Linked DNA regions of Bombyx mori: region 1 is linked to region 2. The links are chromatin contacts, called in public Hi-C maps. All regions are on one chromosome and are shown on one strand. The core of a region is the stretch at or near the end of the contact, and the rest is flanking DNA. Distances in the headings are between cores, read along the strand shown.

What was found. Hi-C and Micro-C count contacts between places; a contact is called where the count stands out from the background.
Region 1: a Hi-C map of middle silk gland shows a contact between it and region 2, with 2.0 times the contacts expected there. The contact joins the promoter of LOC101742656 here to the promoter of LOC101744041 in region 2. A contact is called at or near these places in 2 of 7 Hi-C or Micro-C datasets (middle silk gland and whole pupa).

What each region holds. Positions count from the first base shown.
Region 1 is chr4:11,474,802-11,480,066 of ASM3026992v2, reverse strand. LOC101742656 (large ribosomal subunit protein uL15m) reads right to left here and starts at 1,379. Exons shown (of 3, transcript XM_004930936.4): 1 at 1,244-1,379; 2 at 415-569. The coding sequence starts at 1,345. LOC101743469 (pre-mRNA-splicing factor ATP-dependent RNA helicase DHX16) reads left to right here. Exons shown (of 9, transcript XM_038021897.2): 7 at 57-234; 8 at 945-1,709; 9 at 2,476-2,614. LOC101743607 (conserved oligomeric Golgi complex subunit 6) reads right to left here. Exons shown (of 1, transcript XM_004931027.5): 1 at 3,110-5,265. The coding sequence starts at 5,101. The coding sequence ends at 3,239.
Region 2 is chr4:11,287,647-11,292,487 of ASM3026992v2, reverse strand. LOC101744041 (kelch-like protein 40a) reads right to left here and starts at 3,492. Exons shown (of 2, transcript XM_062668259.1): 1 at 3,351-3,492. The coding sequence starts at 3,398. LOC101744334 reads left to right here and starts at 3,481. Exons shown (of 11, transcript XM_038021906.2): 1 at 3,481-3,621; 2 at 4,029-4,093. The coding sequence starts at 3,544. It overlaps LOC134198788 (a long non-coding RNA gene), which reads left to right. Exons shown (of 2, transcript XR_009972982.1): 2 at 1-300.

The sequences.
Region 1 (5,265 bases), core at 130-2,629, 190 kb before region 2:
AGGCTTTGTCTATAAAAGTAAAAGTTGAGCACCAAAGATTTCAGTTTCTTTTGCAGATGGGAAACATGCAACTGGCCCCCACAGACAACCTGACAAAACTGAGTTTCATGCTGGATCTTCTCATTGGGTTGTGATTCTGATCAAGTGATAGATTCAACAAAGGACTACTCTTGCTATGTCGGATGTTAGCAGATTCATTCAGGTTGAGCCTCGTGAGCTCACCCACCAGTCAAGGTGAGGCTAGTGGCAAATGTGAAAAAAAAAGCAAACGAGAAAATCGACAATATACTGTACTATGCGATTATTCAGACTTCAGATAATTGTAAATATTTTTAATGAAATTATTTTCTAATCACATTAAATTGTTATATTAGATAAATTGACCAATTGGCATAATAATCCAGTATTACTTACTGGTGTCCTCTATAGTAATTCTCATGAGGAATACGAAGATAAAATGGGTTGTTTCCAGTTTCATAACCTAGTCTCATATAATTTTGACGTTGTCCAGAACCTTTATTGCCTGCACCATGTTTGTCACCCCCGTGTTGACCCCTTCCTCTTTTTTGCTAAAATAACACGGTAGGGCATAGTGTAAATGAGTCGTCTATTATCAAAGGTGGCAATCTGTGCATTTGGACAAAAAAATGTTATTGATATGTCAATACAGATTGATTTGAATATAATCGTCTCCTTCAAAGAATACGGTTCAAAACCTGCATTAAATAAAGGTTAATAGTTAACCTGTTATTTATCTAAGATGTCGTTCCGAAGAGTTTTGTGACTGCCAATGGAATACAAAGTCAATAATTCGTTTTTCTGATTTACCAATCATTGTCCAAAAGTCAGATTGCCGGCTTTGATAATAGTCGACTCAAATACAAGTTTATATAAATTTTGTCTCATACTGCACTAAAGTAATTATGTGTTCTTTAATATTACAGATGAAGCTGCTGTTTCTAATTATTAGTGTAAATATACACTTGTGCTGTCCATGGATTTCAACTACCAATCAATACCAGACCCTAATTATTATGTTTTGTAATAACATGTACCATTAGATGATTAATAATGTTATCAGCGACAGTATAAGCAGTGAAGAGTTGAAACAGCTTACAATACTTTAAACGAGAATTTTTTTTCTTGGAAATAATTAAATTAAAACGTTAAACCTTATTAGTTTTAATTACGTCTACGACACAAAAACAAAATATGATTTTGACTGGATGATGTTCTTACTTACTGTTATTTTAGACCCCGGATTATCACGAATATTTGCTAGCGTGATTCTTGGTAACGACCTCAACATAGACAGTGATTTCTCTGTTATTTGCCGCGAACCCATGCTGAGGAATTTTAATATGAACGTAGAGATGAAGAGATTACAGGAGAGCTAACATTATTTTACTTTATATAAAAAGTGAATTGTAACAAATTATATAGAGCAATGTATTAGTATTTAACTAATAGATGTATTTGTAGATTTCAGTAGGTACCTACATAGATTATACACTTAATATATTTCTGTCTATGGAGTCTAGTATATAATCTATGGTCATTGGTCACTCATTTTTTTAACAAAATGTTTTTTATTTATTTATAGATTATTTTCTACTTTTTGTTAACTACAAAGGCTTTTAGATATTATTACATATTTCTAATAAAATCTTAACAAAAAAAATACCTTCCTTTATACGCCATTGGTAAAGGTTTGTTTTTCCTACCTATTCACTGGTAGTCTAAAGCTATTCCAGCTAGGCACGACAAATAGGTGATCTTACGAGCTCAATCTTTAACACTCGCCCTAGCAAGAGCAGTATTTCGCAGAATCTACCACCGGATCGGAAACGCAACAAACGGCCGGTTTGATGAGAACGGTGTCCGGTGCGTGTGGTACTTAAAAGCACCGATAGTGGATTGGGTGGATCCAAAATGAGGTGTTTTGGGTGACATCGACTGGTTAGTTACTATTCGGTCCGCCAGATCGGGTATGTACGATGGACGATGACCGTTGCCTGAAGAGCCTAAAAACAAACAAGAGTAGTTCCCGGGATCCGATAAGACATGCTTTAGGCGACGGCGGCTTACCGTCGCCCCGTCGCCTGGGTCGGGTAATTAGTGGTGGCCACGACAAGAGTATATCGTGTCCGTAGCGTCAGAAAAATACTTCGACAAAGCGAATCCAATCCAATTCCATATCAGATCTAAATTGATATCGTCATGAAAGTCGATATTCCTCGCGTACCACGGTACTCCGACGGCTACCCTGCAGAAACGGGATTGGATGACCTGGAGAATTTATATGCATGCGGGCCGCGTACACTTGCAAAGGTCATGAACGTATGCAAGCTTTGTAGAGTGTCACTTTGTCACGAAAAGACAATTTACTTCGCTTTCACAGATATTACATTAAATAACAATCACTTTCCAAAAAAATGACAATACCACAATAAAATTTACTTTTTTATTACTTAGATGAGTGGACTACTTCACGACCCGCTTCTTAAGTGCCGCCACCCACCTTGAGAAATGACGTGTTCCCTCCTGGCTGAGCCTTTGCTCGCCCACCTATCCAGTAATCATTCAATCATAAAATAAAAAAATAAAAACATGACGTGTTCTTAATATTATTTTAAATTACTTTTACAGTTAAATCTCGTTAATATTTGCAACAATTGGAATACTATTAGCTGGTTGTGTAAATAGTAAAGGTGAGATATAACCGTAAAAGTAGTATCAATTATGTTTACGAAATACAAATCAGGAAAACGAGAAAATACTATAAATATTGTTCCAGTGCTTACACGATTAAAATTATAGCATTTTTTTCCTACCTAAGCTGGTAGCCTTGAGAGGCTATTCCAGCGTAACCTTAACTAGTAAAAGCACCGTTAGTGGATCGGGACGATCCGAGATGACGTTTTGGGAGACGTCGACTGCTTTCCATTCTTTCCGCAGGATCGGGAATGTATAGCATTAGAGATTTTTTCTGAACTTTGTATAATATGCAAAATTTACTTGAAAATGTTGTTAGCTAGATTCAGGAAATTGTTCTACACACGTATATATATATTGCACACATTTATGGATTTGAATAAAATTACAAAAATCTTTTCATTAACTTTTTATTTAGTTAACTATAAATTGAGTTTTACCCCAAAATATTTAATAATACCTCTAACTTATATTATTTCTGTATCCAATTACATATATTTAACTATTCTTATGTACATAACTCTTATTTCAACAATTTGTTGACTTCATCTGGAGTTCTCTTTACAATAGACAAATGATCTGTGTAACCATTATTAGGGTCATGAATAGCTTTATACAATTGTTCATAAATAGCTAGTATTACTTCAAAAGCTCTCTTCTTCACACCCAATTTATGAGAGTGACTTAAAAGCAAATTGAGCTGCGGTAAAATATAAGAATCTGGTCCTAATAAAAATGTATCAAATTTGTTTAAGAATGTTTTTAGAGTTGACGTATCCATCCCTGGAATGGCTGAGAGTGGCCCACTAATCTTTTCTTGTAATATTGTGTAAATCGGGCCCAGATTTAAATTTGCAACTAAATAACTAGCTTGCTCTGATGTCAATGTATCAATCTGGGCTTCTGATTGTGCCTGTAGTCTCTCATTATATTCATCCATTAATGTATATAAGGATAAAGTGCACTGTATGTGATAAATACAATTCAACATATAAACAGACATATCCGTAGGACTCAGATGACAAGCAGTTTCATTGACTGATTGTAGTAATGGATCTAAAATGTGAGTAACAATCATTTTCCTCTCAGATATATTGAAGTTGTTAGAGCTGTTCATAATAGTCAAAAGATCTCTCAGGAAACTGACCAAGTCAGTTACTACTATCGATGGATTTAAATCCACTGGTGGTGCTTTCACTCCATGGCTCAATTCTTTTTGTATTTTGCTGTCTAATGTCATAAGAAATACATCTTCACTCTTTTTTAGTAGCTCATCCAGAGTGTTTATTAAATGTCCTTTAGGTATGATAGCTTGAATTACTTCTTTGTAATAAATTATTTGATGTGTAATTGACCATAACACTAATGGATCTTTATCAGGTTTTAATATAAGTTCAGCCCTAATTTTTAATAAGGGGCATATAGCTTCCATTATGCTAATCAAAGCTTCAATAATGTATTGTTTTTTATCAGACATATTACAGTGTTTATATAAAATTTGCAAATTTTCTTTTTCTATTGGAATAATTTGATACACCCAAGCTAAAATATCACCAATATATCTCTTAGGATCATTAGCGTAAAATTCAATTGGTTTTGGAACAGTTTCCGTTTCTTTAGTTAGGGCATCAATAAATAATTGAACTATTGTAGCTTTTCTAGCTGAACAATATTCATCAATTATATTACTAAAAAGAACTTGCCTATTTTGAAATTTAGCTAAAGCCAAGGGGATAAGAGCATTATTAGGGGAATCTGTGCTGAGGCAAGCTCCAATTGTCCAATGATAAAGCTTTTCTATTGCAACCTCTTGTTGCAAGCCCACTATTTCCATTATATCAAATGCTGAAGTTTCATACCAACATCTGACTAGTACTTTACAATTTTCATACAATTTTTCAATTAGTGATAGAGTTTTAAAGAAATCCAAGGTAAGTGGTGTTTTTATCGACACATTACAAAGGTAATCAATTTTATCTGGACTAAGTTGAAAACTGTTCACATACGCATTCACCCAAACTAGTTTCTTTTCTGTTTTTTTTCTTTCATCCTTTAAATTAGTGGTCTGGGTAATCAAGTGGTGTGTTTTTGTTTTAGAATCATTTAATCTTTTCGACATGTCATTGACTGCTGAATTGAGTGAGTCCAGAGAATCAAGTAAGGACTGAAATTTATCTTTGACTTTTCTATACTCTGCTAATACGGCTTTATTCACAAGTGTGTCTCTTTTCTCTATTTCGTTCACAAGTACTCTTCGCGTGTATGCAGAGTTAGAGGAGCATAATCCTGATACAGAATGCAAAGCATCTGTACTATCTGAAGCTATGTGGTTGTCAAATATTTTATTGATTCTTTGTCTGATGGGATTTGCCGTATATGTCTCCATTGTTTAAGTTTTAATTACTGAAAATTTTACAAATTAATACACACAATGTTTATGAACATTCTAAATAGTACACCTATTATTTGTGATTTCTTAAATACACTTGTGTTTAGTAATCACTACGTTTTTATGCTTGTGTCAGCTGTGTGCGTCAGTGTAGGTTTTTT
Region 2 (4,841 bases), core at 2,243-4,742:
CAAATGGGGCAAAGGTTGTGATTGTGTCATCATTTAAACAAACTAACTCAGAACTTTCCACATAATCATGAAGGGCTTTACCTCTTCTATCATTGACTCTTGAACTCCAGGAAGCATGATGTGCATTGAAGTCACCAATTATTAAATAATTATTTGAAACAAATTTAGAACATGAATCTTTCAATAAATTAATAGTGAACTTACCATTTGGTGGTGGAGGAATGTAAACACATAGAATGTCAAAAGAAAAATTATTAATGTAAACTGTAATTAAAATATTTTGAAAATGATATTGAGAAATTGTGTCTATTATTTTAAATTTATACTTAGAGCGTAATGCAATAGCAACCCCACCATGTGGGTGGTTGGAATCTCTTCTTATAACATTAAATCCAGGTAATTTGATGATTTTATGTGAAGTTAACCAGGTTTCATTGAATAAAATCATATCAACACACTTGTCAAGTTTACTGAGGAAATCTTTAAGTTGATCTAATTTAGGAAATAAACTTCTAGAGTTCCAATGAATGATATTAAACTGACCAACAGAATTATGCATATAAGATTGAGTAGAACTATCCATAATTTATGATGTAAAATTTGTTACTAGCATTTCTTTAATTAATTGAGTTGATATAGGTCCAGAAGGGGATTTAGAATCCTTTTTCTTTAACAATTCTATTAAAGTTTTTGTAATGGTTCTGATGACAATTTCTGAATTTATAATGTCTGAAATTAAAGCCCTACCTTGAGGGGTCTTCGCAGATATAGGTATGTCAGAAGAGGTCACGGGGTTCTTAATAACAGGAGTCTTTAGTATGGCTGCATATGATGTTTGCTTGCCGATGATCTTATTTTTAACTTCAGCAACCTTGGCTGCCTTTACTGAGCAAGAGTAAGAAACTGCAGAATGTGGTCCACTGCAGTTGGAGCACTTGAAGATGTTGGGAGTGCTGCACTCCTTATAAAAATGATTGCCTGAACAAATAGAGCAAACTTGAGTGGCTTTACAGGCACCACTTCCATGTCCGAATTTGTAGCATTTGAAGCACTGTAACACAGGTCTAATATAATCCGAAACAGGCATCCAAATATGCTCGTATGTGACGTGATCAGGATGGCTAGACGCCAAAAATGTAACCAGCACAGTTTGCAGTGGCTTGTCACTTCCATTCTCTTGTTTTTTGAAAAATCTTTTTACTCCAAGTATTGTGCATGAAGCTTTTAAATTTACTAAAAGAGATTCTTCATCTAATTCCACAGGAGCTCGAATAATTCCTTGACTCTCAATGCTATCGTAAGGTATTTTTGCTGTCCAATTGTTTAACTCCATAAAGCTTACATCTAATAAAAAAGCGTTGGCATCCCGAGCACAGCCAAAGTAAACTTTAGCAAAAAAGTTTCCAGCAGCTTTGACATACTGTACCCCTTGAACATTTTTTAAAGATTTGTTTATTCTTAACAGATCCATTGGGACTCTGTTATTTGGTTGCGAGAGGCTTGACTGAAGAAGCACTGGGTATTCTTTTTTTGTAAGGTCTTCATAAAGAGCATGGTGGTCTTTAAAAAGACCGCGCTTATTTTTAATGAAAGTCATTTTTATTTTGCGGCTTTCGTCGTATTCAGATGAGGTCAATCTTCGTTTTCCCATTATTTTGGGAGCGGACACAGGGGCGGAGCTGAAGCCCTCACCCCTGTCGTCATCGTCCATTAATACGGAACACACTTATGGAATATAATTTTAAACTCTAACACAGTGAAAAATTAAGAAACAATGTCGTAAAAAAGGGCTAAAACCAAATAAATTAAAATTAACTTGAAAAAAGCGCCTATTTATTTTGACGTTCCCGCCCTTTTTCAACGTACCGTACATAACTACCCATTGATTATACACTTAATATGTAACTACCTACATACTACATAGGTACATAGGTACATACACACAATTTTTTTAAAGGGATTTCATGACCTGGTAAATAAAACCTTTAGGTCATGTCTTATTTGAATTTATATTCATATCTATATGAAAAATGATAATATAGAGTGAAATGAAATGAAATGAAAAGAAGATGATTAATTTGAGAAATCAACTGGGATGATACTAAATGAAATGAAATGAGATAATATGGGATGAAATATAATCTCAGTAAAATGGTGGCCATTTACTGAGATTTTTTCAGTAGACTCTTTGGAGGATCCCGAGAAGTTACATCCAGTGGCTTTGTTTTATTTTCCCACATTTTTGCACTTTCACAGATATTAAACAGCTAATAAACCATTGTTACTATACATTTAAAACTGAAGAAACACTAAATAGAAAAATAAAACAAATGACACAACTACAATCCTTGCGTTCCCGCCAAAAAGTCACAATTTGTGTGTTGATTTATTTAAGAGATTCGTCTTCGTAAATCTATACTATATATTATTCGATTTTTTGGACAAATGGACGTGCTAAGAATACATACCTAGTTAAAATATTTGGAACCATGTCTTATTTTAGAGAAGGGAAATGAAAACTGATTGATTTGCATAATAATCATTTACGAATTAAATGTAATGGTGAGATCAGACGGCAATCAAAACTTTCCCAAGTAAAAATATTGGAATTTACATAAAAAGAACGCAAGTTATCAAATAAAAAAATATATATATAATGGCCATTAAAGCGAGCAGAATGTACATAGTTGTAATATAAATTATTAGTTAAACAGGTAAAGTGAAGACCTCCAAGTATAACAAGCAAACTAAGGGAGTTTTGTCTTTTATGGCTATCTGTTATTTCGACATAATTAGAACTTCGGAGGATGATTTTATCATTTTTTTTTTACGAAAATATTTCTTATGAAAACAAACAATGTCTTATTTACTGTGTGAGACGAATCATCAAAGTCAAAAGTTATTGTTCTAATTTCCTTATCAGACCCACTATGTATTTTTTACATAAATAATAGACAGCATTTGAAATTGAGGCGATTACAACACTACCGTTCGGTGCTAAATGTGATTGCTATGTCGTTCTGTCGAAATACTGATCTACAATGAATTAATGTTTTGTAGTGAATTGTGAGTTTGAGTGAGAAGGATCAAATCTGATCAAAAAGTTTATGTATTCCTATTGAAAGTGATATTATGTTTTTTTTAAATTTTTGGTTTTACCATTTTACTGAGACCTCATCTCGTATCATCTCATCAACGAGATCATCCGATCATCCGTTAATTTCATCCGAATTGATTAATGTGTCAAATTAATCGACTCCATTTCATTTAGTACCACATATTTTTTCAAAACCAAAATAAATTCAAAAAATATACAAAAGATTGGGCTGCATGGTATGTGTGATACCTACGCATTTCCAGTTGAAAAAGTGGACTACTAATTGGTTCTTTTGACACATGTTATACGAATCAGAAATGTCATTTGTATTATGTTTGCGCGCCGGTCTTTTTCGTTCCACAACAATTTTGCCAAAAAATTCAGTAATTTAAAATGTTGGTAACGTGACAATTTATAGTTAAATTCACTGAAAACCGTTCCTTAAAATGGCTTCAACTTTTAATGAGTCAATGTTCGATTTTGATTTAAATTTTCTTCATCCAACGACACCGAGTGATGGTCAGGTTAGTTTTTCCATGCAGGTTTTATTATAATATTTTTTTTTTTAATTTACATTAAGTCGAGAATTATATCCAAAACCAAAAGACATCATAGGTTATTGAGTTTGTCATTTATAAGTTTTAACAACCACACAAGTTACATTAAAAATGTACTAATTTTGTTAGTAAATTGTCGAATGTCAACAAAGACCATGAATTAACTGCATTTTATGAAATGTTAACTACATTTCAATTACATTTAAATAACAATAACTACGGCTTCGTTTTAAATTTGTAATAAAGTAAATTTTTATTATTATTTTGTTATCAACCAAAAATATTCAGTTGATTAACCCTAATTCACTGTTTGGTTTCAGATTTACTTGAAATTGTTATTAAATTCCATAGTTTTATGATAAATTTATTTTCAGATTAATAAGTTCGAAAAGCAGAGGAAAGCCATTTTAATAGTTAAAAAGAAAACAATAGCCACAGAGTAAGTATTCCATTTACAATATTTTTTTAACTTCACTGAACAACTGATCTGCCTGATCAAATAAATTTAATTATTTTACTGTTTACCTATAATAAATCACTGTGAAATAGTTTTTATCTAATGAAATATAAGGAAATTTTAACAAAATATAGTTCTTTGGCACATTAAATGAAATGAAAAGTTTCTGAATTGACTTTTAAAACTTTTTTTGCAGTATGATCATTTCTGAGAAATACTCTATATAGTGATGGATTAAGGCTTGATGCCGCCCTAGCCTCTGTTTATCAGGCCTACATTAATGTTAGAATAAATTTTATTAATTTTGATCCAATATTTTTATTTTAAATTTAAAATAACTACATTTTTTTTATCAAAATTAATCTGATCTCCTTTTCAAAGGAGACCGCTTATACTATTTTGTCTCTGGCATTTCAAAAATCTTACTGCCCCTCTAATCATGCCACCCTGGGCTCGAGCCTAACAGGCCTAGGTGTAAATCCATCACTGACTCTATACACTGTCCAGACAACGATCGGTAGTGGTCAGTTCGGCACAGTCATCAGAGTTCAGGTTTGAGAAAGGCATGTGCCAGGGATACATTGTCTTACCCATGCTTTTTAACGTCTATGACTAAAACATGAGCGTTTCCATCTTCAATGAGCTGAAAATTTACCAGAGGCTATCCACCATATGCCTTAATAATGTGCTCCAGTATTTTGATCATTTAGCAAGAAAACCCTATAACAAT